Linked DNA regions of Salmo salar: region 2 is linked to region 1. A link is a contact called in public Hi-C data. All regions are on one chromosome and are shown on one strand. The core of a region is the stretch at or near the end of the contact, and the rest is flanking DNA. Distances in the headings are between cores, read along the strand shown.

What was found. A called contact is a pair of places that touch in the nucleus more often than the background predicts.
Region 2: a Hi-C map of gill shows a contact between it and region 1, with 2.6 times the contacts expected there. The contact joins the promoter of LOC106607575 here to the promoter of LOC106607579 in region 1. A contact is called at or near these places in 2 of 3 Hi-C or Micro-C datasets (blood and gill).

The regions. Positions count from the first base shown.
Region 1 is chrssa06:48,737,643-48,743,966 of Ssal_v3.1, forward strand. It overlaps LOC106607579 (mitotic deacetylase-associated SANT domain protein), which reads right to left and starts at 3,059. Exons shown (of 13, transcript XM_014204654.2): 1 at 2,808-3,059; 2 at 1-1,237. The coding sequence starts at 932. It overlaps LOC106607578 (tau-tubulin kinase 2), which reads left to right and starts at 3,218. Exons shown (of 15, transcript XM_014204652.2): 1 at 3,218-3,666; 2 at 4,611-4,748; 3 at 5,070-5,217; 4 at 5,456-5,529; 5 at 5,741-5,881. The coding sequence starts at 4,677.
Region 2 is chrssa06:48,916,688-48,922,547 of Ssal_v3.1, forward strand. It overlaps LOC106607575 (zinc finger CCHC domain-containing protein 10), which reads left to right and starts at 2,457. Exons shown (of 7, transcript XR_006770266.1): 1 at 2,457-3,241; 2 at 3,591-3,855; 3 at 3,924-4,090; 4 at 4,233-4,294; 5 at 4,411-4,506; 6 at 4,614-4,706. It also overlaps a transcript of LOC100196095 not described here.

The sequences.
Region 1 (6,324 bases), core at 1,809-4,308:
TGAATTTGTTGCCGTTGCTCCTGTTGTAGTTGCTGCTTGTGAAACTGCTGTTGCATTTGCTGCTGCAGTTGGAGCTGATGCTGTTGCATTTGGTGATGTTGCTGCAACTGGTGCAACTGGTGCTGTTGTTGATGTTGTTGGTGCATTTGGTGCTGCTGTTGCATCTGAAGCTGCATCAGTTGGTGTTGTTGCTGGGCTTTAGACTGCTCGTTGTAGTTCAGGTTGGGCATGGCTTTGGTTCCCCCTTGGAACACCTGGTAGTACCCAGATGGAAGGTGTTGCTTGGTGGGTCCAAACGCCAGCTGGAAGGGCTGCAACAAGGACCCTTGTTGCATGGAGGGGTGAGAGGGGGGAGCATGGGGGTTCTGAGCCTGGAGGGCTACACCCTTATGGCCCTGCTGGAGGGCCTGGAGCTGGGCTTGGCGTATGGCGGCCGCCGCACCATGCTGCTCCCACTCTAAGCCCCTATCCTGGGCCATGGATCCTGGAGCCTGCTTCTCTGCTGGCCCCATCTGCAAAGCAGCTCCTCCATCGTGGCTCCCCTTGGGGAAAGCCACCTGGCCCCTAACGTTGTTCAAGCTGCCCATAAACGGGCCAAAGTTCTGCCCCCATGGATTTGTTGGCATAGGCCCGGGAGCTTCCTGAGACCAGCCAGGGGCCTGGATGGGGTCCTGGTGCATCCATTTGACAGGGGCAGTCTGCTGGTAGTGAGCCCGACTTTGGGGCCCCTTCTCTGGGTTGAAAACCCCAGAGCCGTGGCCTCCAGGCTCAACGACCCCGTGAGCAGACTCCAGAGCCGGGGGGCCAATACCCCCATAGAAGACATCAGAAGCCACAACGTGCTGCACTGAGGGCTCCTTCATGGCAGCTACAGTCCGATGTTTGCCCCCACACTTATCAGGGATCACTTTCTGCTGGGGAGGAAGACTCATACTAATAATCTAGCTAAAAAACAACAGCGGAAAAAAAAAGTCTGTGTCCTTTATATTTCCCCAGTCAATTAAGTGTAAAACAGGGACAAGACCAAGTGTGCCTGTTTACACTGCCTCAGTCTGGGACTGTTGTGGCCTGCTTTATTTAATAGAGAGAACAGAAGGATTTGGGAGGAAACATAAGTCCTACAGGAAAGGGTATAGGGTGGAGACCACACAACCCTCCTCCCCCAAGTCAGATCTGAAGAAGTTTGCAGTCACGGTGGCCCTAGATCCCCTTGTGGCCCTCATTCATGTGCAGGACCCTGAAAGACAGAGGATGAGAAAAATGACTGTTAATACAGTATGTTTTCAACAAGATTTTGTGCAGGCCAGGCCTGTTTGCTTAGCTCAGAGGAAGGAACTAGGCTACAGGGTATTCATAATGAAAGCAAAATAAGTTTCTGATAGCATGCACTGTACAAGTATCGTGCAAGCAAATCATTATCACTTTAGTACATCCAAACCAATTCACATGTAATGACATGTCAGACAAAGGTATCCGTGTCGGCCCATTGTTTACAGAACATTGACATTCATTTCGACTGTGATAAAAGCAGGCAGCAACAGAGCGAGGCGTGGGCTGTACACAGAATTGCCATTTAACACAGCGAGAAATACAGGAAACGAGGGAAAACAAGCAGAGCCGCTTTCAGTGTTTCTATCCTCCTCGTGGAGCCCCCAGTCCCCAGCCAATTGCATCGAAATTTCAGGCAACCTTTTGTGTTACATTGAAGTATTATGTTGCAACACTGTTACCGTCGCAGATTAGATAGTGTAACAATATGTGCGGGTGTGTGTGTACAAAATACATGTTGACAGGCTCTCTAAATCACATCATAACTCCTTGAGTAAAAAAACAAACAAACAACGAAACCTTCAAAACACACATTGTATACTACCACGCTATTCTGTTTACAAATTAAAGTTCTCCATGTTTTGCGCTCATGTTGATCGACAACAGAAACGTGCTATGCCACGAATTCAATAGACACTTACCGTTTCAATATCGTTTTATGTATTTGACAGCAAGTTCTGTGGAGCCAATTTGCTCTGGTCCAAAGTCGACTGCATGGCGGGATCGTGCGCAGCAGATGACATACTTCGACTACTTTTCTTCAGACCAAAGAGTAAACAACTTGCATCGAAACCATGCAAACACTGGACTTGGTATAGCAATGTTTATCGTTTAATCCGAAATCAGGTGATAGTATCTAGGATGTTACGCACCGTAACAGTGAATTAATAATACACTTTCAGGAAAACATGTTTAAAAAAAAATTACTCCCCGCATACGTACATAAACTGATAACGTTGGGTATGCTCAAAATGTGAAGTACACTGTATTTTGTTGCGTTTTTTCACAAATCTGTCTGTCATATACATTGGTTCCTACTATATTCATAGATACAATCAGCCTGAGCAGTGTTTATAAATCTGTGAAGCTGCGCAAAATCGTTGAAGTTCTAACGCTCGTGAATGCTTCACGTCACCCTTCAACTGACGTCCTGTTATCGGACCACGCCTATTATCCACCTTATATGGTTGTCCCACTGCCTGCGTATGGCGTCATCCAGCAAATTGCAGCACACCCTTGGCAGTGTTTCTGCCGGGAAATTCCATCAGAAAGGGGGCGCCCAGCCTCCCATTAAGGATCGCATGTTTAAGGGTGTCTGCGTGGCTAAATCCAAAGTGATTGATTTTGAACAGTACAGTGGTGTGGCAATGTAATAATATGTGGATATATATCATTAGCACAATTTGCATTTCCAAAGTATTCTATGTAGCATTTGATAGCACAATTTAGCTTTAAAATGTCAGTGGATTCATTCTGACCTGTCACTGTCGATCAGTCTCTGGTGTCTGATTGCCTACGGAGCTGTGAAGGGAACGGCACCTCCATACCTTCAGGCTCTGATCAGGCCCTACACCCAAACAAGGGCACTGCGTTCATCCACCACTGGCCTGCTGGCCCCCCTACCTCCGAGGAAGCACAGTTCCCGCTCAGCCCAGTCAAAACTGTTCGCTGCTCTGGCACCCCAATGGTGGAACAAGCTCCCTCACGACGCCAGGACAGCGGAGTCAATCACCACCTTCCGGAGACACCTGAAACCCCACCTCTTTAAGGAATACCTAGGATAGGATAAAGTAATCCTTCTAACCCCCCCCTTAAAATATTTAGATGCACTATTGTAAAGTGGTTGTTCCACTGGATATCATAAGGTGAATGCACCATTTTGTAAGTCGCTCTGGATAAGAGCGTCTGCTAAATGACTTAAATGTAAACGTAAATGTGTCAATGCTCTGGTGTCTGCATTGCTCTTCTGAGGTGGCACTCTTTTGCACATAATACTGTAATCTCACAGTTTTAGCATGTGCCAGGAAACGCTGTTGATTCTAATAATGCAATGACAGGGACATCTATATTTCGTATCCCTAGCCCGGCAGCGGAGATTATCGAAGCGAGAACTCTGCAAAGATGCAGACTGATCAATCAGTTGATAGAAGGAGCGCTTGCCCGTGACGTAACCGCTGCTGTTGTGTGAATGAGCGGAGGAGAAACCTTCTCCCCATTCCGTTATGTACACAATGAAACGTTTTAAGAGTTGAAAGCACAGCAGTGGATATGGAGAAATGTCACTTAACTGTCTGGATTGAAAATAGTATATTCTTGGAAATGGTGCAATCAAATAAGGTAGGTTAGATGAAAGCCGCATGTAAAATCTGCCTTATACTAGCCAACATTCGCTAGCTAGGTTTGCTACATAGCATGCTAGCTATTTTGCTTGCTAAATAAACGACATGTTACAGAGACAAGAAATCGTTTGCTTGTACCAGTTAGCTAGCTAGGGTTACACATATTTAATGTTATCCCAGCTATTAGATACCATATAGATAGATAGCTGTCTAAAAAGATAGCTAGCTGCTAGTATTGGTTTGTTGTTAGCTAACTGGTCCAGTACGTGATGGATGCAAAGGGTTATGCTTTGTTGTCAAGCAAGGTAACGTTACGCTATCTAATTTTAGCAAAGCGATCCTTTCTCCCTCTTTTTTGTAAGACCTTAACGTTAGTAGACCTAGCTAACGTTTGCCAGCTAGCCAACCAGCTTGCCAGATATTTTATCAAGTGAAATGCCTCTATTAACAGTTTTCAGAATGACAGCTGATCATGTTGGAATAGGATGGCTATGTTGGGTTGGTAAGTTGCTATGTCTGTTGGCTACATAAGCAACACACAGGGTAAGTTGTGAACAAGCAGCTCTTATGGCAATCACTGTGTTCATGCATTATTCTTAGCTATTACAACAGTAAGAAAAAGGACTTGGCTAAATGGGCTTTAAAAGTAGCCTGCAATAGAAGTGGTAGATTCTGCTGATGGGGCTTTTAATATGTCCAGTGATGTGATTATCCAAAGAAACATTATTTGCTGTGAATAAAAACAAATGGATGTAAATGTTCCAATACGTCCTTTACATTAGTATATAGGTGAAGAAAGTAAAATGACAGTGACAACACACACATTTTGACATCTCTCTGGGGACACATGAAGCTGGAGGTCATCAAGGACTCTACTTTGGCCTGATTTTGTCAGTTGTCTAAATTGAAATGTTTCTTTCCTTTCGCCATTTCTTTCTGCAGTAAAAAGCCAGCGACACTGATGCCAGGTGCAGGCCGTCGTTGGGAGCACTCCGAGCAGCACTTGGGATGAGTGGTGCAGTAGAGCAGGCGGCAGACATCCTGTCAGTCACAGACTTGGTCCGGGAGAGATGGAGAGTGGTGAGTTACTATAAATACTACCAGCTACAGAAAGGGCACAGCTAGCTTCGGTCAAATCTGTCTTGTCGCTGCTCCCATTCTCCTAGCAAGAAGGCAGCAGCGAGAATGTCAAAGCAGCTTTATGTAATGTGTCTAACCGGTATGAGGTGAGATGTGGTGTGTGTGTACCTTCTGTAGGTACAGTATGGCGCTTTTCATACAGAACACTCACAACTTCCCTCTCGTTCTCTCTCTCCACCTCTCTCCACCTCCATCCCCCACCCACCCGCTCTCTCTTCTTTCTTTACTACCTGCATTCCACCTTCCCCATTCCATTTCCAGGTGAAGAAAATTGGTGGGGGTGGCTTCGGGGAGATCTACGAGGTGCTGGATCAGCTGAGCCAGGTCAACGTGGCCCTGAAGGTGGAGTCTGCCCAGCAGCCCAAACAGGTGCTGAAGATGGAGGTGGCCGTGCTGAAGAAGCTCCAGGGTGAGAGACAGGGGCCCTGTTGGAATACAGTACGACCTCAAATATACGTCTAGAATGGAGGTCGTTCGGAAATACACTGAAATGTCCATAACTTTGAAATTCACACAACCGTATCAAACCTTTGTGGAAAATATTGATTGGATATTTACGTGTTTCTAATAATTTGGCCAGATACTGTAAATATCTGATGTGTTTTAGAAGAGAGACCTTCTAAGCAACATTTGTTTCTCTGTTTCAGGTAAAGATCATGTGTGTCGCTTTGTAGGCTGTGGCCGCAATGACCGCTTCAACTATGTGGTGATGGAACTTCAGGTAAGGTTTCTGGCTGCGTGCTCATGCGCACTTGTGTGCGACCTTAAATATTTGAATCCCTTTAATTGTAATGTGATTTGTGGATTCAAATAAAGTGTGGTGTGTGTGTGTGTGTGTGTGTGAGAGTGAGAGAAAGAATGAGTAAGTATCTCAGCCTTGGGTGACCATCACCCCATCCCACAAACATTGCTTTACTGTCTGTGTCCTATAGGGGAGGAATCTGGCAGACCTGCGCAGAGCTATGTCTCGCGGCACCTTCACCGTCTCCACGACTCTGAGGCTGGGCCGACAGATGCTGGAGGCCATCGAGAGCATCCACTCTGTGGGCTTCCTGCACCGCGACATCAAACCTGTAAGGGGTCATGGGGTCAGAAGATGAGGGAATAATAAGGGGTCATGAATCAGGGGTAAGGGAACAAGATGAGAGCATAAATAATGTACTGGTAACACTCAAGCCTTAAAGGGATAGTTTGACATTTTGGCAATTAAGCGTCAGATTAACTAATGTATACACTTTTATGTCTCTGCGTCCAGTGTATGAATGCAGGTATAGCGCTTTAAGTGGTTATACAGTGAGGGAAAAAAGTATTTGATCCCCTGCTGATTTTGTACGTTTGCCCACTGACAAAGAAATTATCAGTCTATAATTTTAATGGTAGGTTTATTTGAACATTGAGAGACAGAATAACAACAACAAAAAATCCAGAAAAACGCATGTCAAAAATGTTATAAATTGATTTGCATTTTAATGAGGGAAATAAGTATTTGACCCCCTCTCAATCAGAAAGATTTCTG
Region 2 (5,860 bases), core at 1,207-3,706, 180 kb after region 1:
TTAGTTAGGGCTATACATTGTATATTTTTCTCAACACGTCTTTTTATGTCGCCATCCAACTGACATAGCCGATATTGTGTGCTAGGCCTTGTTTAATGAATAAAATCAACTGCTACTTTAGCCTGCTGCAGAGCTAGGCCGCGTGACTGGAACTCACTACTCCTACTGGAGAGAATCTGATACCAGACCAGGCTGCAAAGTTTAGGCAGTAGCTAAGGGCCAGTATTTATCAAGCGTCTCAGAGTGGGGGTGCTGATCTTGGATCAGTTTTACCTTTCTAGATCAGCACTCCTGAGACACTTGATAAACACGGGCCCAGGTCTCACGGGGAACGGAGCTGGGCAAGATTGGGTTCTGCATTAAGCTACTCCCTGTGTGCATCCAAATACTCTTAAGGTTCCCCTTCATCTACCCCAGTATCCTCACTGCTAAAGTGTAGTTGAGTGTCTTTGATTTTCATTTCACCGTCTAAGTTTTTACAAATACAGAAAGTCAATTGAAATCTGACATGTCCAATTAAAAACCGGATAGTGTACATGTCACATGGATTCAGAATAAATGGGGCATGAGAAAGAAAGCCACTGAGAGATTTAGGATACATAAGCTTTCCATATTTCTTTCACTTCTTATTGTAACCTCTTAATGCATAGTGTAGTTAGTTACATAATGGATATAGTCATTTTCTCTAAATCCCTGCACCTAGGACTAACAATTGGTACTTAGTGATTCAGATTACAAGTATGTCTTTATACACAGAGTGTACAAAACATTAAGAACACTTTCATCATATTGAGTTGCACCCCCCCCCCTTCCCTCAGAATAGCCTCAATTTGTTGGGTCATGGACTCTACAAGGTGTCGAAAGCGTTCCACAGGGATGCTGGCCCATGTTGACTCCAATGCTTGACCCCAAAGGTTTCGATGGGGTTGAGGTCAGGGCTCTGTGCAGGCCAGTTAAGTTTTTCCACACCAATCTCGACAAACCACTTCTGTATGGACCTCGCTTTGCACGGGGGTATTGTTATGCTGAAACAGGAATGTGCCTTCCCCAAAATGTTGCCACAAAGTTGGAAGCACAGAATCGTCTAGAATGTCATTGTATGTAAGATTTTCCTTCACTGGAACTAAGGGGCTTAGCCCGAACCATGAACAGCCCCAGACCATTATTCCTCCTCCACCAAACTTTACAGTTGGCACTATGCATTTGGGCAGGTAGCGTTCTCCTGGCATCCGCCAAACCCAGATTCATCTGTCGGACTGCCAGATGGGGAAGCGTGATTCTCGTTTCCACTACTCCAGAGTCCAATGGAGTAGTGGAACCCCTCCAGCCAATGTGTGGCATTGCACATGGTGTTTTAAGGCTTGTGTGTGGCTGCTCGGCCATGGAAAAAACATTAATGAAGTTCCCGTCGAGCAGTTATTGTGCTGATGTTGCTTCCAGAGGCAGTTTGGAACTCGGTAGTGAGTGTTGCAACCGAGGACAGATGATTTTTACGCGCTACGCACTTCAGCACTTGGCGGTGATGTTCTGTGAGCTTGTGTGGCCTACCACTTTGCGGCTGAGCCGTTGTTGCACCTATATATTTCCACTTCACAATAACAGCACTTACAATTGACCAGGGAAGCTTCTAGCAGGGCAGAAATTTCACGAACTGACTTGTTGGAAAATTGGCATCCTATGACGTTGCCACGTTGAAAGTCACTGAGCTCTTCAGTACGGGCCATTGTACTTCCAATGTTTGTCTATGAAAATTGCATGGCTGTGTGCTCGATGTTATAAACCTATCAGCAATGGGTGGCTGAAATAGCCTAATCCACTCATTTGAAGGGGTGTCCACCTACTTTTGGCCATGTAGTGTAGCTAGATAAGTAGTGCATTTGGCTGATGTAGTAGCCTATGTGTGATTTAGATGTAATGCTTAGAACACCAGCAGGCAATACTTAAAAAAAAATGCTTGATATGACATAAACTTTTTTGTTACAGAAAATGAATATGTATTACATTTTTGTTAATGTATAAATATTTATACTGTAATTTATGAATATGGTTTCATACAATATCTTTGACATCAATCTTTGACATGATTCCATTGCATTATCACCATTAACATTCTTTTCACAATCAGAAAGTTGGGAGGCTAATAGAAGGCGTGATGGAGTGTTGTACATTTTCAAGGGCCAAGACCCATGCACTAAGTGTGCTTTCAAGACAATCGGAGCTCTAGAAAGATGCCAGAGTTCCGACGATGACCATTCAAAACGAATTTTCCCAGTCGGAGCTCGTTTTTTTCATAGTTTCCATTTGTGGTGAACTAATGCATCGTTCAAAACAACTGAGAACTCAGAACTGGGAACTCGGGCATTTCCGACTTCCGACTTCAGTGCGTTCAAAACAGCTGGGAACTCCAAAAAACGAGCTCCGATTGGGAAACATCGATTTGAACAGTCATCCAACTCTGAATTCCAACTCGGGAACTCTGGCCTCTTTCTAGATCTCCGACTTTCCAACTTGAAGATCACTGACGTCATGATTTGACCTCATATTTTTCCCGAGTTCCCAGTTGTTTTGAATACCGCAACACTGAAGTTGGAAGTCTGAGATTTCCGAGTTCTCAGTTCCCAGTTGTTTTTAACATGGCATAATGATTCTTCATCGTTTGATCACATACACCGCAATTTGTCAGTGGATGACACGTCCGATGACTTGGCACGCAACCATTGGTTGTTGCGTCTCCTCGCCTAGCTATGGAACGCGCTCCCAAATTCCATGATTTATTATGAGTTTCTTATTTTTAAGAAACTTATTTTTTGAGAAATATTAAATAGACTATGAGAGGTCAGGTTTGTTCTGTATGAGGAGCATCAAATATGTCACTGAATTATTTTGTGTATTCAGGACTCGTGTATCCTATTAGAGATAGGTATTTTCTCTCTTTTTGTTTGAATTATTACCTTGCTGCCAAGCCATCAAAAGCAAAAATAACGTGTCCGCAACGAGGTGTAAAAATGTTGTGGTGTTCCTTTAATAAAATAACGGTGCATTGTGGGATGTAAAATGGCTCCATGGTGTAGTCAGCAAACTAGCCAACTCTTACAGCCATAACGTTACATTTACAAATGAGTACCGTCGATGAAGCATTGCTATTAATTGCTGAATAGTAGTATAGAGAATATAGCTTTGAGAATCAACAACTTTTATTGCATTCATCTCTTTTTTTTTCGTCGAGACAACAGCCACCATGGTAAGTACCTAGCAAGCTAGCTACCTAGCCTTCTTCACTTCCGTTAACGTTATATGCAACTTGATATTATAGATGAGCGCTAACGTTAGCTAGCTAGCTAACTTGTCAATGCATTTAGTAAGCCACCTTGCCGAAATTCACCAGTGTCGATCAGATGGTTGACAACCGGAGAGAGTTATCGCCAACTGTATCCTAACGCCAATCTGCATGAACGGCTACGCTAACTAATTTAGCCTACTGATCTGCTCCTCTGTCTGGGTTTTTAAACTCGGACGAGCTTATGATAGAGGTTTGGGCTCACAATGCGAACAGACTTACAAGGCGTTCTCCTTTACTTTATTTTTGTTAGTCTGCCAATGTAGACAAAGTGAGAAGTCAGTCCAGCACAAGAAGAGATGATAGAAGAAGTACTGAGTCCTCCACAAGAAGAGATTACATTAGAAGAGATGACAAAGGAAGTACAGAGACTGCCAGAAGAAGAGATGACAAAAGAAATACTGAGACTGCCAGAAGAAGCGATGACAAAAGAAGTACTGAGACTGCCACAAGAAGAGATGACCGAAGAAGTACTGAGACCGCCATAAGAAGAGATGACAGAAGAACAACAAGTACAGGTAATTGAATGGTCTGTGGTGATAACTTATCAGCTGATATCACGTGTGTGTGCCTACCTTGAAGTCAGTCATGTGCTTCTGTATTTTTCTATTGAAGGGAAAGAAAAAATTAAAAGGAAAAGCCGCAGTAGATCGTCATCTTCCTCCTCATCCAGCTCATCCTCGTCATCGGGATCCTCTTCATCATCCTCATCCAGCTCCTCGTCTGGCAGTAGGAGTAGTTCGAGCAGCAGTGGTGAGTGTGCCAGTACATGTACCGTAGTTGTTAAGATGCAAATGTATCTGAAATATTGTCTATTTTATTTATATAAATATACAAATAGCAGTTAAAGCCTGATGAACAGTGTCTCAGTTAGATTTTGCAATCTCCTTTCTAGATTCCCACAGCAAGTCCAGAAAGAATTCTAAGAAAAGGAAAAAGGAAAAACAACTCAAAAAGGTAAATATTCATTCGTTTTCAGTAGCTACTTATTTTGTTGTAGTCTGTACCTTGTTTGATATCAAATGGTAATTTTAAGATATTTAAAATATGCTCTGTTTACACTGTTTTAATAGAAAGGGAAAAGGGAGAAAAAGCTTAAACGGAAGAAGGACAAGAAAATGAAGACGGAGGAGGAAAGCGCTGGACCTGGACCTATTCAGATATCCAAGGTAGAAAACATTTATGGGGCTATTTATCCTAAAGGAAGTGCGCTACAGCCATACCTGTAGTTTGAAGCTGTCTGAAAGCTGTCATTTTGAAATGAATTGTCTTTCAGTATTTAAAAGAGAGAAAGAGAAAAAGCAAGTTCAGCATGATTTCAGGAAAGAAGATAAAAATGAAATTGAAGAAGTCAAAGAAAGACAAGCTGGTGAGTATGCCATGACTGTTTTTACTTGCAATGATTGTGGTATGTGAAGGTTGTTTACCTACCTGAGTTGATTTCACTGATTCTAAGTCGACTCGCTCTTGATGCTAGAGTCTGCTAACGTATGTATGCATGTATGTATGTATGTATGCATGCATGCATGCATGCATGCATACATACAATACCAGTCAAAAGTTTGGACACCTACTCATTCATGGGTTCTTTATATTTACCATTTTCTACATTGTAGAATAGTAGTGAAGATATCAAAACTATGAAATAACACATATGGAATCATGTAGCAAGCAGAAAAGTGTTAAATCTAAAATTGATTTGTTTTTCAAAGTAGCCACCCTTTGCTTGACGTCAGCTTTGCACACTCTTGGCATTCTCTCAACCAGCTTCACCTGGATTGCTTTTCAAACTGTCTTGAAGGAGTTCCCACATATGCTGAGCACTTGTTGGCTGCTTTTCCTTCACTCTGCGGTCCAACTCATCCCAAACCATCTCAGTTGGGTGGAGGTTGGTTGATTGTGAAGGCCAGGTCATCTGATGCAGCACTCCATCACTCTCCTTCTTGGTGAAATAGCCCTTAGACAGCCTAGAGGTGTGTTGGGTCATTGTTGTGATAAAAATAAACGATAGTTCCACTAAGCGTAAACCAAATGGGATGGCGTATCGCTGCAGAATGCTGTGGTAGTCATGCTGGTTAACCTTGAATTCTAAATACATCACAGACAGTGTCACCAGCAAAGCACCATCACACCACCTCCTCCATGCTTGACGGTGGGAACCACACATGCGGAGATCATCCGTTCACCAACTCTGCATCTCACAAAGACATGGCGGTTGGAACCAAAAATGTCAAATTTGGACTCATCAAACCAAAGAACAGATTTCCACCGGTCTAATGTCCATTGCTTATGTTTCTTGGCCCCAGCAAGTCTCTTTTCTTCTTGGTGTCCTTTAGTAGTGGTTTCTTTGCAGAAATTTGACTATGAAGACCTGATTTCACGCAGCCTCCTCTAAACAGTTGATGTTGAGATGTCTGTTACTTGAACTCTGAAGCATTTATTTGGGCTCTAATTTCTGAGGCTGGTAACTCTAATGAACTTATCCTCTGCAGAGAAGGTAACTCTGGGTCTTCCTTTTCTGTG